Linked DNA regions of Mus musculus: regions 1, 2, 3, 5 and 6 are each linked to region 4. A link is a contact called in public HiChIP or PLAC-seq and Micro-C data. All regions are on one chromosome and are shown on one strand. Each heading gives the region's core, a stretch centred on a gene start, on an enhancer-like site or on the middle of the called end of the contact. The rest is flanking DNA. Distances are from core to core; before and after follow the strand shown. Region 1 has its middle 9.3 kb from the start of Gm46545. Region 2 has its middle 24 kb from the start of Gm31583. Region 3 overlaps Lpp (LIM domain containing preferred translocation partner in lipoma). Region 4 holds the start of Lpp (LIM domain containing preferred translocation partner in lipoma). Region 5 overlaps Lpp (LIM domain containing preferred translocation partner in lipoma). Region 6 has its middle 5.3 kb from the start of Gm31583.

The links. Hi-C and Micro-C count contacts between places; a contact is called where the count stands out from the background. HiChIP or PLAC-seq counts read pairs in DNA pulled down with a chosen protein or histone mark.
Region 1: a Micro-C map of muscle stem cells shows a contact between it and region 4, with 4 times the contacts expected there. The contact joins the enhancer-like site here to the promoter of Lpp in region 4. A contact is called at or near these places in 10 of 39 promoter capture datasets (the 3T3-L1 cell line, 3T3-L1-derived adipocytes, the C10 cell line and 6 more), 2 of 15 datasets of contacts at CTCF or cohesin (the NIH/3T3 cell line and pro-B cells), 11 of 484 Hi-C or Micro-C datasets (the C2C12 cell line, bone marrow-derived macrophages, cortical neurons and 3 more), 11 of 115 datasets of contacts at active chromatin or transcription factors (the 230-238 cell line, the SCID.adh cell line, bone marrow-derived macrophages and 7 more) and 2 of 9 other capture datasets (adipose tissue and liver).
Region 2: a contact with region 4 is called in an H3K27ac HiChIP or PLAC-seq map of trophoblast stem cells, with 15 read pairs. The contact joins the enhancer-like site here to the promoter of Lpp in region 4. A contact is called at or near these places in 4 of 39 promoter capture datasets (the 3T3-L1 cell line, 3T3-L1-derived adipocytes, hematopoietic stem and progenitor cells and 1 more), 1 of 484 Hi-C or Micro-C datasets (brown adipocytes) and 2 of 115 datasets of contacts at active chromatin or transcription factors (bone marrow-derived macrophages and trophoblast stem cells).
Region 3: a contact with region 4 is called in an H3K4me3 HiChIP or PLAC-seq map of bone marrow-derived macrophages, with 5 times the contacts expected there. The contact joins the enhancer-like site here to the promoter of Lpp in region 4. A contact is called at or near these places in 8 of 39 promoter capture datasets (the 3T3-L1 cell line, 3T3-L1-derived adipocytes, the C10 cell line and 3 more), 1 of 15 datasets of contacts at CTCF or cohesin (pro-B cells), 1 of 484 Hi-C or Micro-C datasets (liver) and 7 of 115 datasets of contacts at active chromatin or transcription factors (bone marrow-derived macrophages, cardiomyocytes, craniofacial prominence and 4 more).
Region 5: a contact with region 4 is called in an H3K4me3 HiChIP or PLAC-seq map of bone marrow-derived macrophages, with 5 times the contacts expected there. The contact joins the enhancer-like site here to the promoter of Lpp in region 4. A contact is called at or near these places in 2 of 39 promoter capture datasets (hippocampal neurons and liver), 1 of 15 datasets of contacts at CTCF or cohesin (large pre-B cells), 1 of 484 Hi-C or Micro-C datasets (nephron progenitors), 5 of 115 datasets of contacts at active chromatin or transcription factors (the 230-238 cell line, bone marrow-derived macrophages, embryonic stem cells and 2 more) and 2 of 9 other capture datasets (adipose tissue and liver).
Region 6: a FOXA1 HiChIP or PLAC-seq map of pancreatic cancer cells shows a contact between it and region 4. The contact joins the enhancer-like site here to the promoter of Lpp in region 4. A contact is called at or near these places in 9 of 39 promoter capture datasets (the 3T3-L1 cell line, 3T3-L1-derived adipocytes, the HPC-7 cell line and 5 more), 1 of 15 datasets of contacts at CTCF or cohesin (the NIH/3T3 cell line), 7 of 484 Hi-C or Micro-C datasets (the C2C12 cell line, liver and nephron progenitors) and 7 of 115 datasets of contacts at active chromatin or transcription factors (the SCID.adh cell line, bone marrow-derived macrophages, cardiomyocytes and 3 more).

The regions. Positions count from the first base shown.
Region 1 is chr16:24,071,751-24,075,050 of GRCm38.p6, reverse strand. No RefSeq gene overlaps it. Among named protein-coding and RNA genes, the nearest start is that of Gm46545, 9.3 kb to the left of the region's middle. Within about 2 kb of position 1,295, at least 13 of the 459 cell types and tissues checked have an H3K27ac peak or open chromatin away from gene starts, as enhancers often do. A contact at or near this core is called in the C2C12 cell line, the SCID.adh cell line, muscle stem cells and 1 more, where this site is marked.
Region 2 is chr16:24,112,075-24,115,659 of GRCm38.p6, reverse strand. No RefSeq gene overlaps it. Among named protein-coding and RNA genes, the nearest start is that of Gm31583, 24 kb to the right of the region's middle. Within about 2 kb of position 2,154, at least 9 of the 459 cell types and tissues checked have an H3K27ac peak or open chromatin away from gene starts, as enhancers often do. A contact at or near this core is called in trophoblast stem cells, where this site is marked.
Region 3 is chr16:24,784,304-24,787,635 of GRCm38.p6, reverse strand. The region is part of intron 8 of Lpp (LIM domain containing preferred translocation partner in lipoma); the gene reads right to left. Among named protein-coding and RNA genes, the nearest start is that of Mir28a, 42 kb to the left of the region's middle. Within about 2 kb of position 1,750, at least 4 of the 459 cell types and tissues checked have an H3K27ac peak or open chromatin away from gene starts, as enhancers often do. A contact at or near this core is called in bone marrow-derived macrophages, where this site is marked.
Region 4 is chr16:24,391,232-24,394,635 of GRCm38.p6, reverse strand. Lpp (LIM domain containing preferred translocation partner in lipoma) reads right to left here and starts at 1,286. Exons shown (of 13, transcript NM_178665.5): 1 at 1,032-1,286. It overlaps Lppos (LIM domain containing preferred translocation partner in lipoma, opposite strand), which reads left to right and starts at 981. Exons shown (of 2, transcript NR_037954.1): 1 at 981-1,282; 2 at 1,529-2,080.
Region 5 is chr16:24,668,160-24,671,544 of GRCm38.p6, reverse strand. All of the region lies in intron 6 of Lpp (LIM domain containing preferred translocation partner in lipoma), which reads right to left. Among named protein-coding and RNA genes, the nearest start is that of Mir28a, 160 kb to the left of the region's middle. Within about 2 kb of position 1,579, at least 16 of the 459 cell types and tissues checked have an H3K27ac peak or open chromatin away from gene starts, as enhancers often do. A contact at or near this core is called in adipose tissue and bone marrow-derived macrophages, where this site is marked.
Region 6 is chr16:24,093,467-24,097,202 of GRCm38.p6, reverse strand. No RefSeq gene overlaps it. Among named protein-coding and RNA genes, the nearest start is that of Gm31583, 5.3 kb to the right of the region's middle. Within about 2 kb of position 2,267, at least 33 of the 459 cell types and tissues checked have an H3K27ac peak or open chromatin away from gene starts, as enhancers often do. A contact at or near this core is called in 3T3-L1-derived adipocytes, the SCID.adh cell line and pancreatic cancer cells, where this site is marked.

The DNA of each region.
Region 1 (3,300 bases), core at 46-2,545, 320 kb after region 4:
TAATTTCATTGTTTTAGCTCATTGTCCAACGTACTCTGGTTGACACCTTTGAAGTGCTGGCTGGTTGGTGAAAGATTTCTTCTTACATTCAGGGGCTTCACTCTGACAGAAAAGGGAAAGAAAAGAAAAGGGAAGGGATGGAAAGAAAAGGGAAGGAAAGGGAAGGAAAAGAAAGGAAAGAAAAGAAAAAAGAAAAAAGAGGAAAAAGAAAAAGAAAAAGGAAAAAGAAAAGAAGAATCAAGTCACTAGACTATGAGGGGTGTAGAGAAAATATCTTGTGTCTGTATGGATGTGACACCTGTCAATAGTATAACTGATGCCCTATAGCGGAGTCAGAAAGTTGGAGGTGGGACATCCAAAAAGCAGAAAGGATTTTGGGATAGTGCCAGGCACAGGAAATTCACCAGGGAAAATGTGAGGAGATCGATGTGTGGTACCTGAGCACAGGTAACCAGTCACATGGCAGAATGTAGATTAGGATAAATGGGTTTAATCTAAGTTATGATCGAGTCAGAGAAGAGCCTAGCTGTATGGCCAAGGCATTTGTAAATATATGTTGAGCCTGAGTCTTCTTTCTGACAGCACGAGACTGAGAAGAAGAACCAGACCTGACTTCTACAAAGGGAAAAGCAGGGTGTGTGCAGAAGGCGTACTAGGGAAGCATATCTCAGTCCGTCAGGAAGGGGTCAGTATTAGGCAGGACCCAGCCAGAGTATGGGAGCACCGAGTAACAAGGGGTACTGAGTAGTGGTACTCACTGGAGATCAGACGCTCTCCATCTGGCTTCTGTCCTCACAGTCCTGAGGTACCATTTACAAATCCTTCTTTAGAAGTGGGGACACCAAGGCTCAGAGATTGCTGAGGGCCACACAGCCATCCAACATTAATTTTTTTCTGACTCCAGAGCCACATCTAACATACGATCTTATTGCTCTTTGCCAGACATCAACAACTAGCACCTGTTGTTGGTCACGAAAGGCAGGTTTACCAAAGCACTGGGCAGGTGTGGGGAACCAAGAAGGCTGGGAAGGTTAGGAGGGGGGACCCATGTGTTGTGACTCTTGATGCACAGTGTGAAGCATTGACACCTAACTCCTGGGGTGCTTGGGCATCAGTGAAGGATTCTGAACAGGAAAGGAATGCATAGCACAGCTATGTTTTAGGAAGCTGGGACAGAGGCGTGTGTGCACCCTTGGCACAGAGAACACATGGCAGCGGAAAGCAAGGGCCTGGCTTCGGATGGATGACGGGAGCAGATGAGACTCGGGATAGATGTCATTCTCACTACTGCTGTTGCAAATATTTGACCACTGACTGCATGCTTGACCTATGCTGAAGTCATCTGATCCTCACCATAGCATCCATATCAGATCTCTCCCTCTGACGCTACTTTTTCACTGCTCATGAGTCTCCATTTCTCCATACTGAGTACTGTTTCTACTTGGGAACAGGACCTAAGACTCCTTCCTGAATATAAGGGGATCCAGGGCTGAGAAAAATGAAAGATCAAGTACTCCCAAATTCACTTCTTCTCCTGTCCTGACAGCTGAGGAGGCTGAGGCCTGGAGACAATCAGTGGCTTGTTCCATCTAGGAAAGGATGGACATACTGACCAGAGGCTAGAGGGCTTTCTTGCGCCAATGCCAAGAGCCCACTCTGGATTTCTAGGCCAGGCTGGAGGCCCTGCAGCTGTGGCGGGTGCCAGATGGCATCCCAGTCACCAGGCTGCAGGGCGCCTGAGGACCCTGTGGTAAGCCACGGCTGGCAGCACCTCCTCCCTCTGGCACTTCGGGTGCAGAATGATTGAGTGAGGGGAGGATATGCCGTGTAGGGGCAGGAATGTTGGTGTCTCAGCACTTGGTAGTGTGAGTTACAGCTGCTCAGGGCCAGCCCAGCATACAAGCTGAAGAGGCAGCTGCCATCTTCACCTTGTCAGAAATACAAAAAAAGAAAGAAAGGGAAGGGAAGGGAAGGGAAGGGAAGGGAAGGGAAGGGAAGGGAAGGGAAGGAAGGAAGGAAGGGAAGGGAAGGGAAGGGAAGGGAAGGCAAGGGAAGGAAAGGAAAGGAAAGGAAAGGAAAGGAAAGGAAAGGAAAGGAAAGGAAAGGAAAGGAAAAAACCATGCTAGCCCATGCAGCCAGAGCAGAGGCAATGGAACCTGATTGGAAAAATGGCAGCATTGCCCAAAGAAACAGGGACAAGCCATGAGTTAGGAAACCCCGGCTCACTTACGATTTGATCCTTCTCTTTCAAACCATGAAGCCTTGAAGAGCCTCTTTAATCTGTTCGTGGATATACTCTCTTTTCTCCTCCCTAGCCTTGCACTATAGGTGGTATGAGTGAGTTGATGTGTGGAGAGGAGAGTTGAGAAAAGAAAAGAGGAGAGAGCAGAGAGTGGGGAAGAGAGGGCTGGGGAGGAGAGGGCATTTGCAACCCAAGGGGTTCTGCAGATGCCATTGGAGTTGAAACTAGTAACGTTAATGTTGATATGGCTAATCTCCGGGGAAATATGGTGATACAATTGAGCATTTGCAAGGAATTTATTTGAAACCTGTATTGTCTTTGCTACTGCTCTATGAAGCTTAAAATACTTCAAAAATGGTAATTCTTACATTCTCTTTCATTGCTTTCTCTTCTATTCAGGGAGCTTTGGCTGAGCAGGCACACTTCAGAGGTCTACAGGCCTCTGAAGGACCTGCCTCCTAGCAGGGAGACCAATGTTATTCTATATCCTAAGCAGGGCAAAGATCTACTGTGCTAAGAGGGCTAAAGTCCCGGCAGCAGAAAGCCCTGGTTTGGGGTGGCCAGGGACCAATGCACAGGCTGATGTAGAGCTACAGCGGAGGTGAGATTCCAGCTTTTTGTGGAGAGCAGGGGCTTACCAATCATATAACCATAGAAGTGCCTGCCCAGAAGAAAGCCTCAAAATGCATTCTAGAGAGAAGGAAGCTGTGTCACTATAGCAGTGTCTGATCGTGCTGGGGTAGAGGGGCCTGGGAAAGGAGTGGGCATGAAGCCCAAAGAGGCAACATAGAAGCAAGTCTGTGGATTGTGAGTGTTTTCAGAGACTTGGGATGTCACTACAGGAGAAATGGGGCATCAGGGGAGGCGGGAGCAAAGGAGTGACACGATCCAGGACATAGCTGAAGAGAACCTGTGTTCCTCCACTGGATTGTTCTCTGGGTTCGGCCACCCACCTGGTCTCCTTCCCTGACCCCTGGACTTCTGATTTAGGTTCGAGACTGAGGATTCTAGAATTCTAGAATCATGGAGGAACCCAAAGCACCTCGGCTGAAAGGAGC
Region 2 (3,585 bases), core at 905-3,404, 280 kb after region 4:
TGAGACATGAGGGGAGAAGTAGGTAAATACCAGAGGAAATCTCAACTCTGACTTCATACTTTCATACTGACAATGCACTAAGCAACGGGGATGGCTTAGGAAACAGCCAGTAACTACAACAAACAACACAAACTTGCTTGACCTCATGGATCAGGTTTCCTAGCCCAAAGCAGGGTGATCACCAACAAGAGTCTTCTAGGTGAATATTTCAAGATATCCCCAAGCTAAAATATTCTGCTTTGAAGCAGTTTGATCCCATATTCAAATGCTAGTATATCAGGATTAGTATGTCCTCTCCATGTTCAGTTCTTCAGCAAATAGCGAAGGCTGAATGTCTGTGGCTCTTCCCCCTACAGGTCAGGATTGCCATCTAAACATCTGATCATTCACAAGGTGCAATAGAGAAGCAAATGAGATGAAGGGACACACTGGAGACACTGCTCACTCCATCTGAGACAGTCACGAGAGGTGCTGCAGGACAAAACACTGGCGCCAACATTAGTAGTATTGGGTAGTCATGGTACGTGTACAGATAAGCAATCAGAATAATTCTTGTAATGAAAAATTCACCAACAAATAAGGTGAGAATTCTCTTTAAACTTTATTATAGGCATTTTATTTTATTTTTAATTGGCTGCTACCTTACTACAGATTTCTAGAGGGAAAGGTAGTGCTCTTAACTCCATCTCTCCAGCCCCCCTTACTATGTGTAGCTCATGAAATACCTATATCCACCATGTACAGGGAGAAAGACAAACAGGAATAAAGAGATGCAAGGTCTGTGGACTTACACACGCTTAAAGAAGTGGAAGATGCTGATCACTTGAAAAGGCATGGGCTCTGGAGTGACAAGAGAAACTTACTCTAGAGCCTACCTGGGCTCTGTTTACTCATTCACTATTGACCAAGCAGGGCAAACACAATTCCTCAGAGCTCATGGACCAAACACTGTCACCATGGGGGCTGAGAGCCATCACTTCTCTTTTCTAATGGATGTTTCACTATGAGCAAAGTGGTATCTTTACTTTCACTAGTCCGGAATGCTAGTCTCTTACCACCTTCTCCCTTTGCAGATACATAGCCCCCACCCCCACCCCCAAAAAAGGAAACGAGAGAGATGGAGTGAGATTGAATCCACCTGCCTCAAAATTCTGGATTGGGCAATCAGCTCTGACCCATGAGGAGAGCTGGGTTTCCCTTTCATTCCAATAATCTTTATGACAGGGAGAAGGAAGGTGGGCAAAGTGCTTTGTTAAAGAAATTACAGGGCAAGAGGCACTAAAATGTTGTCAAATGACTATTTCTGCCCCCCGTTACTAATATGTGTGACTCTCAATAGGATTGCTCTTTCTATGTTCTTCTCTTCTTCCCTTCCACATCGCATGTGCACCCCCTCCTCTCCCACCTCTCATGTGTCCCTTACTTAGAAGCAGGCTATACATATAATGGAGAGCCACGGTATTTGTCTTCCTGAACCTTGGTCTCCTTATCTACCACCTCCTAGTTCCACTCATCTGCCTGCAAAATTTACCAAGGTTTAGTTTGCGTTTTGAAAGATATAATTATATATTTGAAAGATTGTATGTCTTTGAGTATTTTGCATGCCTGTACATATGTGTACTACAGCATGTCTGTTGCCTGAAGAGGTTGGAAGAGGGTTTCTAGTCTCCTGAACTAGAGTTGCAGACAGTTTTAAGCTATCACGCAGGTACTTGGAAAGGACCCTAGGTCCTCTACATGTGCCCTTGCATATAAAATTGTGTATATATGCAACATAGTTCATTTCTCTCCATTTTGGCTTTATTTTCTCTGTCTCTTTATTTCTTTCTGTGTGTGTAAGAGAGAGAGAGAGAGAGAGAGAGAGAGAGAGAGAGAGAGAGAGCCTTGTGAGATTGATTTTAAAGCTTTGCATATCCTAGACTAGTACTCTATCTCTGAATTACCTCCAGCCTTAACTATAAATCTTAAATACTAAACTATGCTGGATATACTTTAGACTTACCCCATTAATCCAAAGAGCTAACCTAAAGATGAGTTATGCTATGAAGAAAAAGCATTTATTTAACTCACAATGCCCAGTTCTAGATGTTCACATATCTGTATATGACTATAACCTTTTTTCCTGCTAAAGCCCCAAGGCAGAGCAGAGTGCGAGGGAGCAAGTGAGAGAGAGCACTTTTGTATACCTCCAGTGTTACTCATTCCCAGGGACTCTACCCTGGAAATCTGATCTAAGCGTGTTCATCTCCCAGAGGCCCCACCACTAAGCACAGCACAGTAGTCGGGTTCGAAGTGTGTTTTCTGAAAACTTCACAATCAGATTGAAACACCTACTTCAGAACTGCGGGGAGACACATTCAACACACATCTAAACTAGATCAATTCCATGAAGAAAACCAGTTGGAATTTGCTGGCTGGAAGGGGCATGACTGGAGGGACATTCCAGGCACAGAACACAAAATAAGCAATGGCCCAAGGGTGAGACACACATGCTGTACTCAGATGATGACCAGTTTACTTGGAATGGAAGGTCGTTCAGGAGAAAGAGGCAACCTTAGAAAGAGTGGTGGGTTAACTATGCTCGAGACCTTAACCGTTGGGTTTAAGAAACTGTCTTTGTTTGTTTGTATTAGACTGTGTAGTTTAGGACCAGGAAATGTTTCAGAAAGATTAACCTGGACCTTTTGTCTAGTGTAGCAGCAGTGGGTGTAGAGTGGGGCATGGCTTCATCCCCAGTAACTTCAAGGAACTTCTTGTTTCATGTTAAAAAGCTGGGCTCACATTCTGTGCAAGTGGACCACTAGAAGCAAAATCTTTGCTCCCATGAGAGTGATATCATGCTAGGTGCTGCTCTCTAAGCTATGGGCTCCTGGTAGGAAGGCACAGCAGGTACCATCCATGATGGACAAGTTCTTCCCTGCCTGGTCTCAATCCTGCTTCCATTTCTTCAACATCCATCTTGGAGAAGGAAAAGGCCAGCACTAGCTGGATGGTTTAAATGACACAGTATTGTGTTGTGAATACGTTCATCACAAGAGAGGCCTCACACAGCGTTGGACAGCACTCAAGGCTATAAACTGCTTTACTGTAAATAACAGATACAATTTTTTAAGAAATTATTTTTGTATGTTTTGAGATTATAAATACAATTATTGTTTCTTCTTCCCTTTCCTCTCCCAAACCCTCCTAGCTCTTTTTAAGTTCACAGCCTCCTTTTTCATCAATTATTACATACACACATACTTGTATACATATGTATCTGTGCATTCCTAAATACATAAATATAACCCGTCCATTCTGTATAATGTCGATTCTGTATAATGTCGCTAGTATGTATATTTTCAGGGCTGACCATTTGGTGTTGTATAACCAAGTGGTGTGCTCTTCCCTGGGAAAGACTTTCTCTCCTGCATCTCTTAGTTGTCTGGAGTTCTTCACAAGGCATCCTGGGCTTTCCCCCTTCCACTCTGGCATGTCTGTTGTTGTCCTTGTTCAGCTCATGCCTAGACCGCCATGTTGGCAAGATTCTATGGGTGTAGCTTCTGTCATTCCTTGGAGACACAGTCTTACACAAACTCCTTATTC
Region 3 (3,332 bases), core at 501-3,000, 390 kb before region 4:
TCGAAACAAGCCAGGTTACCAGAGATAAGGCTACTTGGACATCTTTACTTTCATGCACAGTTTTAATTCCCCAGGTCAGTAGGCTCACTAGTGAAACTGAGACTATAGCAACTCTGCCTTAAGCCATTCACAAAGTTATAGATTAGATCAAGTAAATTTATATGACCCCATATAATCAATTAAAAAATATTATTAGTATTTTTGATTTTTGAAGGGCTAGCCTGTAGGACTGTATTTGTAGTCCCCAGGATTCTTTCAGTATATATAACTCTAGGATTGGTTTTGTATGATATCACTACTGCAGGCAAGCAACTGACACATCTTAGGTGAAACCTTGAGGGAAACTGAGGAAAGACTTGATGCTTGGATCACTGACCAAGCGCAGTACCATATCCTACCCATACTACTTACTTTGGGCAACAAACCTGATATCAAGAAAGAAATTGTTCTGGATTAAAGTGGGCCCTGCATATAATGTAAAACTCAGAAGGTATCGTAGGCTACCTTAACTTTAATTTCATCACAGCCAAAATGTCATAAAACATTTTCCTACAAATTTACTTGAGTTTACATTCATTAATCCAATATAAATTATTTTAAGTATTCTTTGCAAGTCATTTTTAATCTCTTCTTTCTTTTATTTACTTTTAATTTAGTATTTTTACTTATTTACTTTACATCTTGCTCAGCTACCCCTCCTGTCACCCCCTCCCACAATTCTTCCTCCAAGGCCCCTCCCCTTCTCCTTCTTCTCCTTGGCAGGTGGGGCCAAGAACTGACAGGGCAAGATCAGACTCCTAATCCTATCAGGAAGAGAATGTATAAACCATTTTTCTTCTAAATGGGGTGTTCTACAAATATTTTCTCATGGACAAGCAAGGAAGGGCAATAAGCTTTCCATTTCAAAGCACAGCACGCACAGTGCAAGTTAGCAAAGATGTCACTGTGCTTCTAAGGCTCAGATCCTATTGGGACTTGGCTCCTAGTAAACTTCAACTTGCTGAACTGGTAAAGCCACAAGTCAAGGGGAGAGCCATTGAGTACATATGGCTCTCAGAACTGTCAATGGAAAATAGATGATGCTGTGGAATGGCCATGTAAGTGAGGCAAAGACTGCAAGGATTTGAAAATTTCTTCTGAAATATTTCTAAAGAAAGTCATACAGAAAATGGTATCTTCTTTTCTTTTCTTTTCTTTTCCTTTCTTTCTTTCTTTCTTTTTTTTTTTTTTCTTTACTATTCCACTGTGCTTTAGGGGGAAGTTCTAAACCTAAACGTCTAAGGCTGGAGTGGTTTGCTTTGGAAGACACTGGGTATCACACCACGAGTTTTAGGATGATGTTCGGAGCATTAAAGGAACCACTGCACATGCTACACTACTTGCCAGTAGTGGATTTTGTGTGTAAATATATTTATTGTTTATTCTTTACTATATTCCATTCTGAAGGTGCCACTCTATCCTTTTGCAAATATGAAAGCTGAAATTAAGAGAGTTGGTCAACTCAGAGGTACATAGTTAATAGAAAGCACAGTCATATTTTGAACCCAGTACTGTCTAACTGAAATGTTTTTGACCTTTCTCTGTTCCTGTTCTGTATTTACCACTTCCTAACGCTGTAGTAAGGTATCCTGACAAAAGCTACTCAAGGGAGAAGGGCTTCTTTTGGTACAGTTTGAGGGTACAGTCCATCTTGGTGGGCAGTCCTGACAGCTAGAGCTACAGACAGTTGGTCACATTTTATTCTAAATCAGGAACTGAGCATGTTTGTGCTGCCTGCTCCTTCTTGCTCAATCCAGGACCAGCCTATTGCAATACTGCTGCCCACAATTAGGATGGGTCTTTCAGCCTCCATTTACCTTATCTAGAAAGTTCCTCACAGAGAAGCCCACAGGCCTTGTTTCCATGGTAATTTTAAATCCCATAAACTAATAGTTACCTAGTAATGGCTACTTCCACTGAGCATAAGGTTCAAGAGAACTATCACTTACTGAGTTATAAATGTGCTCAATAGCTTACTATTTTCACTGAGCATAGAAAGTTTCCTTTATGATTCCTTTCTCATAACAAAACTCTGAAAATTTTTTATTCCACATTATACATATATAGCATTTTGCAATGCTCAACCACAAATTCTATTTTAGAAACATTTAAGAAGTATCAACTTGGAATAAAATATAAAATACTCCCGGGGAGATGACTGAACTTTTGTTAAGGTATATGCTAGCAGAGTTGAGAATGCTTTGTTACACCGAGAAGCCACTAAGTTCAGTGGTTCCACCAAACCTAGAAGAATGTTAATTCCCAGCGTAAGTCATTTCTGTGTTCAGAGGCCCACCCTCTCCAAATCTCTATAGAACATGTGAGTCTTGTAACACATTGTCTTCTGCAAGGTGGGATTTGTTAATCAATTTTCCATAGTCCTCTTTGACCAGAGCCTTTTCTGGTACCTACACCTTTCATTCTTGCCAACCATGAAGGTGAATTTTTATTCTCCTCTCCTGGCTTCCATTTGCTCAAAAATCAAATTGGAACTTTTCCTCTATATATACCTAGTAAGAGTATCCTATCTTACTATAAATATTAAACACTCTCTCTGCCTTGGCACTATTTTCTGTTTGCGTTTTTCTCTCTCTCCTCTTCTCTTCTCTTCTTCTCTTCTCTTCTCTTCTCTTCTCTTCTCTTCTCTTCTCTCTCTCTCTCTCTCTCTCTCTCTCTCTGTGTGTGTGTGTGTGTGTGTGTGTGTGTGTGTGTGTGTGTGTAAACACAGAGCCCAGTGCATGAATAAGCACTTAATTTGGTACAAATTTTGAGTGGTTTGGAGCAATAGTTCAGATATGTTCTGCAATATGCTTAGAATCCCAAGCTATGGAAATAAATAAAGAGTTGAAGCTTTAATTATAAACTCCTAGGCTTTTAATACTGTACCAAAAAATGTATTTAAGGAATCTGGTTTCTTTTGGAGGAATTCACAACTGACTACTTTTCTAATGAAAGTATCTGGGGAATTCCTTTTCAGGCTTTTACAACATACGCATGCCACATAGCACAGCTTTCCTAGATGATCCGCTAGTGGGACAAGACTCCAAGGTCGGACACCTGTGTTAGTTATCTTTTCCATGGCTGTGATAAATACTGTGACGAAAACAACTAAGAGGAGAAAGGGTTTGTAGTTCACAGTCTGAGATTACAGTGCATCACAGAAGGGAAGTTCCAGCCAGAGGAGCATGAGGCAGCTGGTCACACTGCATCAACTGGGGAGCAGAGAATTGCTGAGCTCAAGCACTCATATCTCTCTCCTCCCCCCCCCTACCCCTCCCTCCCTCTCTCTCTCT
Region 4 (3,404 bases), core at 37-2,536:
CACCCCAAGCCACGAACACAATTCCACCCACGCCCACTCCCCACCCTTATTTAGCCTTCTCTGGTCTGCAGCTGCCTCCCTGACACGAAAGGCCTCGCCTTTTTTACTTAAGAAAACTCCCTATCCTTCAAAGGAGTCAATCACAGGCCCCTCTGGGATTTCGGGTCCGGCCATGGAGGCCAAAATAAGAAAAGTCCTTCCGCGAACTCCCATAAAAAAACCTGATCTTTGCGTTCTCTCCAGGATTTGGCCCTTCCTACTTTGAGTCAGGTTAGGCTCCTGCGTTCCAGTGAGCGCTCCCAGAGGGCAAAGTTTGGCCTCTGTAACCTACAGTGCTTAAAAGCAGTGGAGACTCCACAACCGCTTACAAAAAGATAAATTAATTAATAAATTTTTTAAAAAATTTTAAAAAGGCAGCAGGGGAGCAGAGGTCCGGAGCCACCGATCTTAACCTGGCTCCACCTTCCAGGGATGACTTCCAGGAAAGCCTGCCTCTCTTTGCCTCGCCTGCCCTGACTGTAAAATGGGAAGACTCCGAGTCACTGGGTCCCTAGGCCCTTTCCGCGGTGACAACTGGGATTCCACGAAAGCTCGAAGCCACCGGGCGCGGCCCCGCCCCCTGGGCACCCAGAAAGGCCCGGGCCGGGGGCGCGCTGGGGACTCCCGCATCCGCCCCTCCCCCACGGCGTGCACCCCCGCTTCCCGGCCGGGGACCCGCACTTCCGCGGCGGGCGGGGCGGAGCAGGGCGCCCCGCGCTCCCCACCACCCTCAGCGGCCCGTCCCCCGGGGGGTCGGGGGGTCGAGCGGCGCCCGCGGGCCGAGGCTGCGGGAGGAAGCCTTCGCTACGATACCTGGGGGAGGAGGTGGACCGGGCAGCGGCGGCCGCGACGGCTGGAGGCGGAGGCTCGGGCGGAGGAGGAGGTGCCGGGCACTCCCCCTCCCATTGTCCCGGCCCGGCCCGCGGCCCGCAGCGGCCCGCTCCGCCCGGCCCGCGTCCTCCCCGGTGCCCGGCCCCGCTGCCGGCCCTTACCTTGCAGCGGCCGGCTCTCCCCCGCCGCTAACGCTACTTATCCCGGGAAAGCTCGAGCGGGCCCCGGGAGCGAACCCACAGACAAAAAGTGAAACTTCAGCAGCAGGCCGGGAGTGGCTGCTGGTTGGTGCTCTCCCCCTCCTTCCTCCCCACCCCCTCCCCGCGGTCTCCCGTGCGGTGCCCTGAGCGCTGGAGGCTGACGTCAGGGGCCTGAATTCCTGACTTTGCCTGCACGCATTTGTCCATGTAAGGTATGGGGAGGCGTGTGCCCGCGGGCCGCCGCACTAGCCGGACGGGGAGGGGGCGCGGGGGGCAGCGGCGGCTCGAGGTGGGTGACCCTGGGCAATGCACTTCCTGGAGGAGGGGACGCGGGGGGAGGAGGGGGTACAGGGAGCATGGGAAGAGGAAGGAAAAGAGGGATCTGCCTCCACTGGAGGAAGAGGAAGGAGATGCAGGAGGAAGTCGAGAAACCGGCACAACTCGGGTCTGTTCTGCAGACGACAGATTGGAAAGCTGAGCTTGAGCAAAGAGATCCTGCCATGGAACACCCCACCCCCCACCCTAAGAGCCTCGTCGGAGCCCCGCCCAGGACTCCAGCAGGACTCAGAAGTCCGGGATGGTAGAGAGCAACTTCAGTTCCCTTCGCACAGGAGAGCTCCGAAGCTGGGACCTGACCCAGTCCTGCCCCGTGGAGAGGAGCCAGTATTCTACTCTTAGCTGGGTTTCCGCCTCCAGGCACGACCCGGCCTCTAACTGTGAGCTTAGACCCAAGTTAGAGCTAGGCAGATGACTTGACCCACTGAAGTGACTAACCCCAGTTCCTGGAAGGTTGTGGTTGACAAGCCTTGAGAAACAATGGCAATCGAGTGCTTCAGGGCAACTTCCTGTCCTTTGTTCAAAGACAAGAACCTTTGGAGTTTAACTTTTGCTTCCCAACCCTGCCCTGCCGGAAAACCAACCAGAAAGCTTGCTCTGTTCTTACAGCTTAAAAAAAGAAAATACACGAACTGGGTGAACTGGTTTGAATAAAGACAAGCCTGTTCTTGGAAGGTTGGGTTTGGATATTTTGTGTTTGATATTTGTAAAAGTGAGCAACGATGAGAACCCCTTTTACTAGGTTAAGATTCCGGCTAGGAGACACTGGAAGCCCTCTGGCCCTCAGTAGTGAACGCTTTTCATCCCGGCACAAGAGAGGTTTACATAGACACTGTCACAAACTAACCAAAAACACAGATTTGGGTGTGGGTGTGTGGGTGGGGGTGTGGGTGTTTCTATCCTGTATCCTTTGCTTTACCCCAGTCTCCCAAACAACTTCAACCCATGCTAATAACACAACCACCCATTCTGGTCTTTGATTGGGTTGGGTAGGATCTAAGGAAAATACCATAACATGACCTGCACAACACAGCTGTCTGAGCATGCCCCTGACCTTCCCACTCTCAAGCCACCTTCCACCACCGTGGGCCCTCACCTTCTACAGCCTAACTCAGTCATGCAGACAGAAAAAGTACACCAGGGACTTCAGGGGTGGGGACGCTCCAACGTGCCTCTTCTCCGGTTATATTTTGATGAACCTTTCGGACTAAGTGTCAAAGTACGTACTCCTGTACTTAACATGTATTGAACATTTCTCCGGCAGTCTTCAAAATTCAAACACTTCTGGGGCCAAACTGCTTAACCCCTTTGCCCTCCCAAGTTTTCCAGCTACACACACTCAAAAGTAGGATTACAGCAGGAGAGAACACGGGTACCTGTGCGTTCCACGGGAAACAGGCTCCCAGGGGTCCGGCTTTTTAAGAGATCAGTGTATTCACTCTACCCTAAGCATTTCAGCCAATGCGTGCCCTCTGTGCTACTGCAATGGAAGTCATCCATTGCTCGTTTAGGTATAACAGAACTTGACCAGCATCCCTTGCTTCCTTTACTCCCTTCTCAGTAACCCACTTATAAAGAATAATAGAGTTCTAATGAGGATTAATAAAATTTAATAAGGTATAATTAGAGTCATTCATTTCCTCAATCATACACATTGTAAGAGTGCTGTGTTGATCCAGAAATGCTACTAATTATGTTGAAACTGTTCTCTGTGTTGGGGGAGATCACTGTATCGCTTCTCCTGAAGTACTGATGCATCACTCAGGTAGGCATGGTGTTCTCATGAGCATTATAGAAAGTTATAATCACAAGAGATCATTGCAGCACATGGGGCCCTCACCTGCAGTGTAAGTGACAAAGTCATAGACTGGATGTCTGGGGACCCATGTGCTTAGCCATCAGGAGTCCTAGCACAAAGCAAAAGCCACATCCTGCTTTGTTGTACTGCTTTCTTCTGTCCTTTCACAGTGTGCAGAGGTTTGGACTTGGAAACTCGGC
Region 5 (3,385 bases), core at 330-2,829, 280 kb before region 4:
CTGAGGAGATAACTTGGAGACCAGGTGACAGGAGAGGAACTTAAGCATGTGACAGGCCTTCTGTAACTGTACCAACTAAATAAGGTCTGGAAATGGTTACTGTGTAAACGAAAAGTCCTGGTTCCAAGGAAAGGCTATGTTAACAAAGACAAGCAAGAATTGGGTTTCAAAGGGAACATATACCATCTTTGATTGTAGAAATAGCTGAGATATCTATTAGAAGGTACATCCCTAGCACCTCCCATAGAGTGAACAAATCTAAATTCTTCAGTATCAAGTATTCTGTCTCTTTCCCAATTATTTTCGACACTAAATCTGAAACATAGTGTCATACGTTGGCAGCCTCTTTCTAACCCAAATGTTAACAGTAACTGGAACAATTTAATTAAAACCTCACAACTCTAAGCACATTTAGGCATAGTTCCTTAATAATACATTCTAATCCAATTCCTAGTGATGGAAAATGCTTTTCTCTCTGTTCAACAGTTCTCAATTCTCACCCTCAGTCCTGGTCGGGTTGAGTACAGCCTATTGCACTTCTCATTTGTAGGAAGAACAAATATGTTTACCACCTCAGAGGGGGGCTGTGACTTTCCATTTATTGGTGTTTATAAATCTTCTGAGTATGCTGAAAATCATCTGTAAGTTGACATTCTTCATAGCGCCTTGTTGGAGCTTAATACACATTTAATTAAAGAACAATAGCAATACAAAAAAATCCAGGACTTATCAAGGCATTATTTTCACCCTCCTGCCACAATACTATCTGGAGACTGCACAGAACTGTTCATTGATGAGGGATTATTATCAACATCTCTTCTAGAAATACACACTTAACATTTGCCTCAGAGAATATTCTCATTCCACAAACACAAAAACAAGCCAAGCCACCCACCTAGAAGAAAGCAAGAATCCTGTAAGCATCCTGCCTCTGTGTTCTCCACATCCTCCAGAAACCATTCTCTTTTCCAGAATTACCAATGGCAGCCATCAGGGCCACTACAAGATCTACTACTGTTTCTTCTGCTGCACAGTTGGGCCCCACCCTTTGGAGTCCATAGCAGATCACCATAGGCTTGAACAGACAGCTTTTTATTGCTCTCTAATAATGCATAAAGCTTTAGATTACAAAACTTCCTCAAATGCCATCCTAACTGCCAAAGAGAACAATTCATTTATTAGAACTGTGTGTAGGGACTGTAAGACACTCAGGGTGAATTTCACCATGCACAGTTATGTGGAAGGAAGAGCTTTATCAAAGAAATACAGCTTCCCTGTATAGGAAGTCCAGAGCGTCCTTTGTCTGAAGACAATACCTAGCTGGGTAAACAGGCCACTGAGTGTGGAGTAGCAGAGTCACTGGCTCCCAGGCCTCCCTACTACTGTGCAATGTAAGGGTTCTGTAGCATTTCTTGTTATCCTGGTTTTTACAGCTCTAGTATGCTGTTCTGTGTGCTTTGCCTTGGCACACATAGCTGAAGTAGAGGAATCTGTGCCTAGTGCGATTGAAGTTTCACCAACAGAAAAAGGGGAAATCTTCGTGATTTTACTATTCTCACTATGAAAAAAATGCCATATTTATTTCCCCCTTTTTGAAATGGCACTAAGGAAACACATGTGAGGCTGCCATGAACGGAGGCTGTACTTTCCAAACAGTAGCAAAACAGGAAAAATAGAAAACCTAGATTTGCACAAGAACTATATAACTTCCTCTCCCATTTCCTATCTTTATCACCCCATGCCAGCAAAAGTAGTACATGGTAAACTCTTTGCAAGCTCACACTAGCAGCAAAAGGTTAAGTGTGATACATAGCGCACTCTCTGCTTTCCAAGTTTCCTACTGTGAAATCAAACAATCAACAACCAATCTATGAATATCAACTAAGTTCCTAATCTATATTCTTCCAATAAAATAAGGACTATGGATGACATAGGAGCTAAATCATCATATTTTGGGTGGGTACTAAAATGGAAATGAAATGGAAGATAATGGGAAGAACACACACCCAGGAACACAGAAGCCTGTCACGGAGCTAGTGACCAGCTCTTCTAGTAACTGGGGTGGTATGAACAGGTGGGCCAGCTGAGAAATGTAGGCCTCCTGTTCCCTCAGAACAAGAACTGGTTAGAATAGGAACAGATAAATCAGGGAGTTGGTGACTTATGATATCAAATTACTTCTGTAGGACTTCTCTATACTATGCTGCAATTCTAACTTTATAGAATATAGCAGAAAGTCAGGATCAATGTCCAGGACTAATTGCATCACTCCACGAAGATGCATACATCAGATGAAGGGAACATTAAGCAGCAGTAGCTGCTTATCTCTGTAGTCGGATTTCAAGGTAGCATTTACAATGAGGTAGACATTGCTAGACAGAATGGTTTTCTAGGAAAATATTCTTCAACTTGTCATTTTGCAGGTGAAGCTGTAAACATGTTCCCAAGGATCACACGGGAGCTTTTTATCATTGAGCAATGGTGCATCAGGTATGTCATGACAGAAACAGAGAAGGATTACAAGAAGGCAGGACTGGTCGAAACCATGAACAAGACAGTGGAAAATAAAGTACAGCTCTTCTTTTAATTAAAAAAAAATACTGGCCAGTCAATAGATAAACAAGTATCAGCCAGCAAACATAAAACAAGGAAATTTAACTTGGTATTGTTTAAGAATGGAAGCATCATATCAATACAGCAAAGATCATACAGAGAAGTCACTGGGTTGTGAGAGTAAGTAAGATAAGTCATGGTGTCCCCTGAACAGTTCAATAAAAGAAGAAAATCCATGTGGCTGGCAGTACAGAAGCACAGGAAGGAAATAACAATTTTTTGAACATTAACTGTTTAGGGACATTTAGCTGTAATGAGAAAAAATTAGAATAAAAGCAATGAGTCATTTGTATTATGAATAGGCCGAAATGATGGGCAGTAAAATAAATGGGCTGGAACAAATCAGACTCATTCTCAAGCCCAAAGACCTTGCTGATGAATACAGGAAAAAACAGGACATGTACACAATGACCAAAGGACCCGGGGATTTCAATGCAGGATTGCAGAAAATGACAGTGTGTTGAACCAAATGTAACTCTCGTAATAAGATGATGGAAAAACTTTGAGATGAACTGAGTTCGAATCTGAAGACAGTTTTTCCATGAAGAGGACTGTGGAAGATAATGGGAATTATCTTCTCAATGATGGGCCTTGCAGTTGTTAACCACAGAAGGGATCTTCACCAGATCCAGCTATCAGGTGACCAACCGCTGAGCTGAACCCTTCATATCCCTGCTCCTAGTAAGAGAAGAGAGAGGGTTAAAGGAAGGCATCTCATTGGGCACGGAATGTACAAATAGGGAGAAAGAAGATGCTGTAAGGAAGGAACTTG
Region 6 (3,736 bases), core at 1,018-3,517, 300 kb after region 4:
GATAATATAATTTGCATGATGTTCTCTAACTAATAAAACCACAATCCCATTTTAATACCTTCAAGTTGTCTTACATGCTCCTTTGGGGGAAGTGTTTGCTTTTTAAAAATTATGGTTCTATGAAGATCCTTGTGCATTTTGCTCTCTGTGTTTTTACACCATATAACCTTTGGATTCCAGAATCCCATTGACGAGTTGACTGGGGCACTGTGCCCAGACATCTTATGACTCTTCCATATTGTTTTTAAAACAAATTTTATAGAAGTGTCCATTCAAAATAGTGCTAACCAATTTAACCTCAACTTTTCCAAGTATTTGATTTTCTAAGTAAAGGGTTTTTCTACTTAATCTATACATGTTTCCAATTTGTTTTCATTTCACTTGTCTAACAGGAGCGTCCAATGCTTGATACATGCTCTCATTGTTTTTGTAGATTGTGTTATTGACATTATAAAATAACCTGCTACGGATTTTCAAATTTTCTGAAAGTTCCCAAGAGAGTGTTTCCAAAAAACCACTTCCAAGGAACTTAAATTTCCAAAGTAATGAAATTGTAAGTGTGTCGTGGTAAAAAAGCAAAGTATCCAGCTAGTTGGTCTTTTATCTCCCAGTTTATTTTCACATCCAGCTCATCCTACCAGAAGTGCTTTAAAGGGATATCAAGAACAACACGTAATCAAGAACTCCACCCCCACCCCTACCCCCACCCTAATGCCACTCTCTAGAAGTCTATTCACACAGGACTTACCAAGATTCAGAAACTGCTCTTTGTTGTAAGAAAAGGCAATTTGGAGAACAGAGCAATTACAGTTCCAGCTTGGCTGGTGGAATGTGAAGAGTCAGAGAAAGCTTATTGGAAGAAATCATATCTGAGCTGAATGAGCAGGATCTGAGGCAGACTCTATTTTAGGGCAGTTGTGGGATTGGGGCAGAGCAGTCAAAGCCTTTCACCCAGTTTCTGTGGGAGAGTACTTGGGGCTTGCCTAAGTCTTTGAAGTTACAGATTCTCTTCTCTAGACGGAGAAATGGAGACAGGCAGAGTCATGGCACCAGGTCACAAGGAGGGGGTTCCACACATAAGTGTGACCTTAGGGACAAAATTGGCACAACCAAAGGCTGGCTAGTTTTTATTGTCCCCATAATTTTAAAATAACACTGTATATTTTGAAAGACTTAAGATTCACCGTGAAGCTCGGTGCTTTCCAGTGCACAGATCAAGCCACAGCGTTATTATCCTGGGGCATGGAGAGAAGACTACTTATCACTGGAGACAGAGGGCTCTGAACTCTAGCTGCTCCAGGTACAGAAAGTGGAATGGATAGACTCCTAGTCTCTTAGAAGTCATATCGTAAACATTGCCTGGGACTGTCTATAGACAGAGAAGAATGACTAATAAGGTCAACTTTCTGATCTAGTCATCATGGTAATAGACTGAGCCCTGCCCTGAGACTGACAGGAGGTCAAAATTAAAGTCTTAGCTTGTCCTACCAGGCTGTCAGTCATGGAGGGGAGGTTTCTCCAGTCTCACACAGGAAATAACATAATACATCCCTGAAATTTTGATCAAGACATAACAGTGAACGGCAGCCTTCAGTGCACTGTTTAATCAAATTCTCACCAGAAGCTACCTCACCATTAGAATAAATATAGATGGGAAAGTAGTGCTTCTTGGTTTCAAAGTAACCTTGAAAACTTTGAGTCTACTTAGTATCCTAGTGGAGGAATCTTGCCAAGGTCCCCTCCCTGACCCCTATAAGCTACTAACTCCTGGTAGGAGCTCAAGCTTCAAGATCACCTAGAGCTAAGAAGGTTCCCTGTGGGACAAGTTACAGGACCACATAGTTAAAGGGATTTTCCAATTGTCCGTCAGTCACACTTCTAAACCAGGGATCACAGAGTGCTCACATCCCAAGCAGGCAGAAGGGTAGCAAATAGGTTTCTTACAGTGCCCGTTTAACACATAGAGCAGTTTGTCCAAGTCTTCAGTTATTGAGTCAAGCCCTCTCTTGCTTCAGAAATTGCTTCCACCTGAGAGAAGAAACCAGGTATCTGAGGGTTTCGATAGTGCAGAGATGTGGGGTTATAAAAACAATTCAGAAAAAGATTGTACGTATTTGCAAAATAGATTTGCATGAAACCATTTTCAAGTTTGCACAATTGGCTGCAATACTTCTGTGGGAAAATTCCTAAAAGCCTTCGGGGCAGCTCGCTCTGCTCCTCACTGAAGTGGTTCTAGTGGCCCATGCTTATCTTCGAACTTAAGGAAATAAAGCAACATCATGAGCTAAGGCCCACATCAAAGAGCCATGTGTCAGCACTTCGGTGCCATGTGCTACCACAGTGCCATTTTCTAAGAGCTCTGGCTGGCCCCTCTGTTCTTGGAGGTAGGTGTGAAGTGGTCAGTCACTCCAGGGCAGAAGTTGGGATTCCTTGGTTCTCTCTCCAGATTGTGGTGAAGTCCTGAATACACTTTTTTCTTCCCACCTCAATTTCTCGGGAGAGGTCCTTTGCCATGTATGGAGCTTGTGGTCAAATGGAAATACTTGAAAGACGGCCAAGTGGAAAGAGGATTTTGGCCTACTTTGCATGGTCTCCGAGGACAGAACTGAGACCAATAAGATGGTCAGCGGTACCAAAGAGGACTCGGACTGTGGATAAGGTTGAACTGTGGAGAAAAGATGTCTTCTTAATTACTTAATGGTACTTCCCATGGGACAAGCCACCTAATTTAATTCTCTCAATAGTCCATAAAGTAAATATTATTAATTTTTTTTGTACCAGGAAACAGACCTGGAGAGGGCAAATAACTGGATTTGGGTTGCATCACTTCTGAGTGAGCCAAAACCAAGACTTCAGTCAAGCCAGTACTTAATCCCAATCATTTGTGTGCAACTGTCTCATAAAGTAAATAGTGAGCAACACTCCCTTGATTAAAGAAGAGGGAAAAAATACCCCAAAATCCACATTCTTTTTTAAGCAGTAAGTTACCAATGTGCTTTCTGAGTGATTAATGTGAGCTAGGTATGTGAGCCGAGAGGCTGAGGACTGGGTAGAGGACCAGCCTTCTTTGCAGTACAACAGACAGCAGAGACTTGTGGGGACAGTAATTCTCCAGGGAATTACCTACTGCACAGTAACCAGGTCCCAAATAGCTGATCAGCTAGCCAGCAAGAACACTGAGGCGTGTGCAATTAAGGATGCTATTAGCATGCTTTTGAAACATTTCTGATAAATAGAACTCACCCAGACAGAAATGGTTGTCTTCAGAGGCAGTAAGACTCTTGAGCGCTCATGACCTTGTGGAAGAATGGATGTTTTGATTTCAAACCACAGTGACAGGAGGCTCAGGGTGGCTGGGCAAACAAGGGCGGGCTTGGCCCAGAAGCACATGTCCGGGCTCCCAGGCTTTTGGGGGTTCTTCTCACTGGGCTTCCCAGCCTGCCCCTCCCCATGCTGGTGAGGGGCCTATTTTGCTCAGAACTGTGGCTCCATGAGGGATGGCTGAACTCATCTTTCATAGTCGCCCGTTTTTAATCCCCATATCTCTCTCGGTCCTGTGGACTCCCACTCGCTTCCTTAAAGCGATCCCACTATTTCTGTTTGTGAAGTTAAGGTATTTGTTCAGGTTATCTAAGGTTTCCAGTTGGAGATGGAAAGCAACTCAGAGAGCGTCTCATTTAACCACTGAGTTCTACAGCTGAAAACTAGCAAGTACAGATGTGAGTTGGTGTCCCAG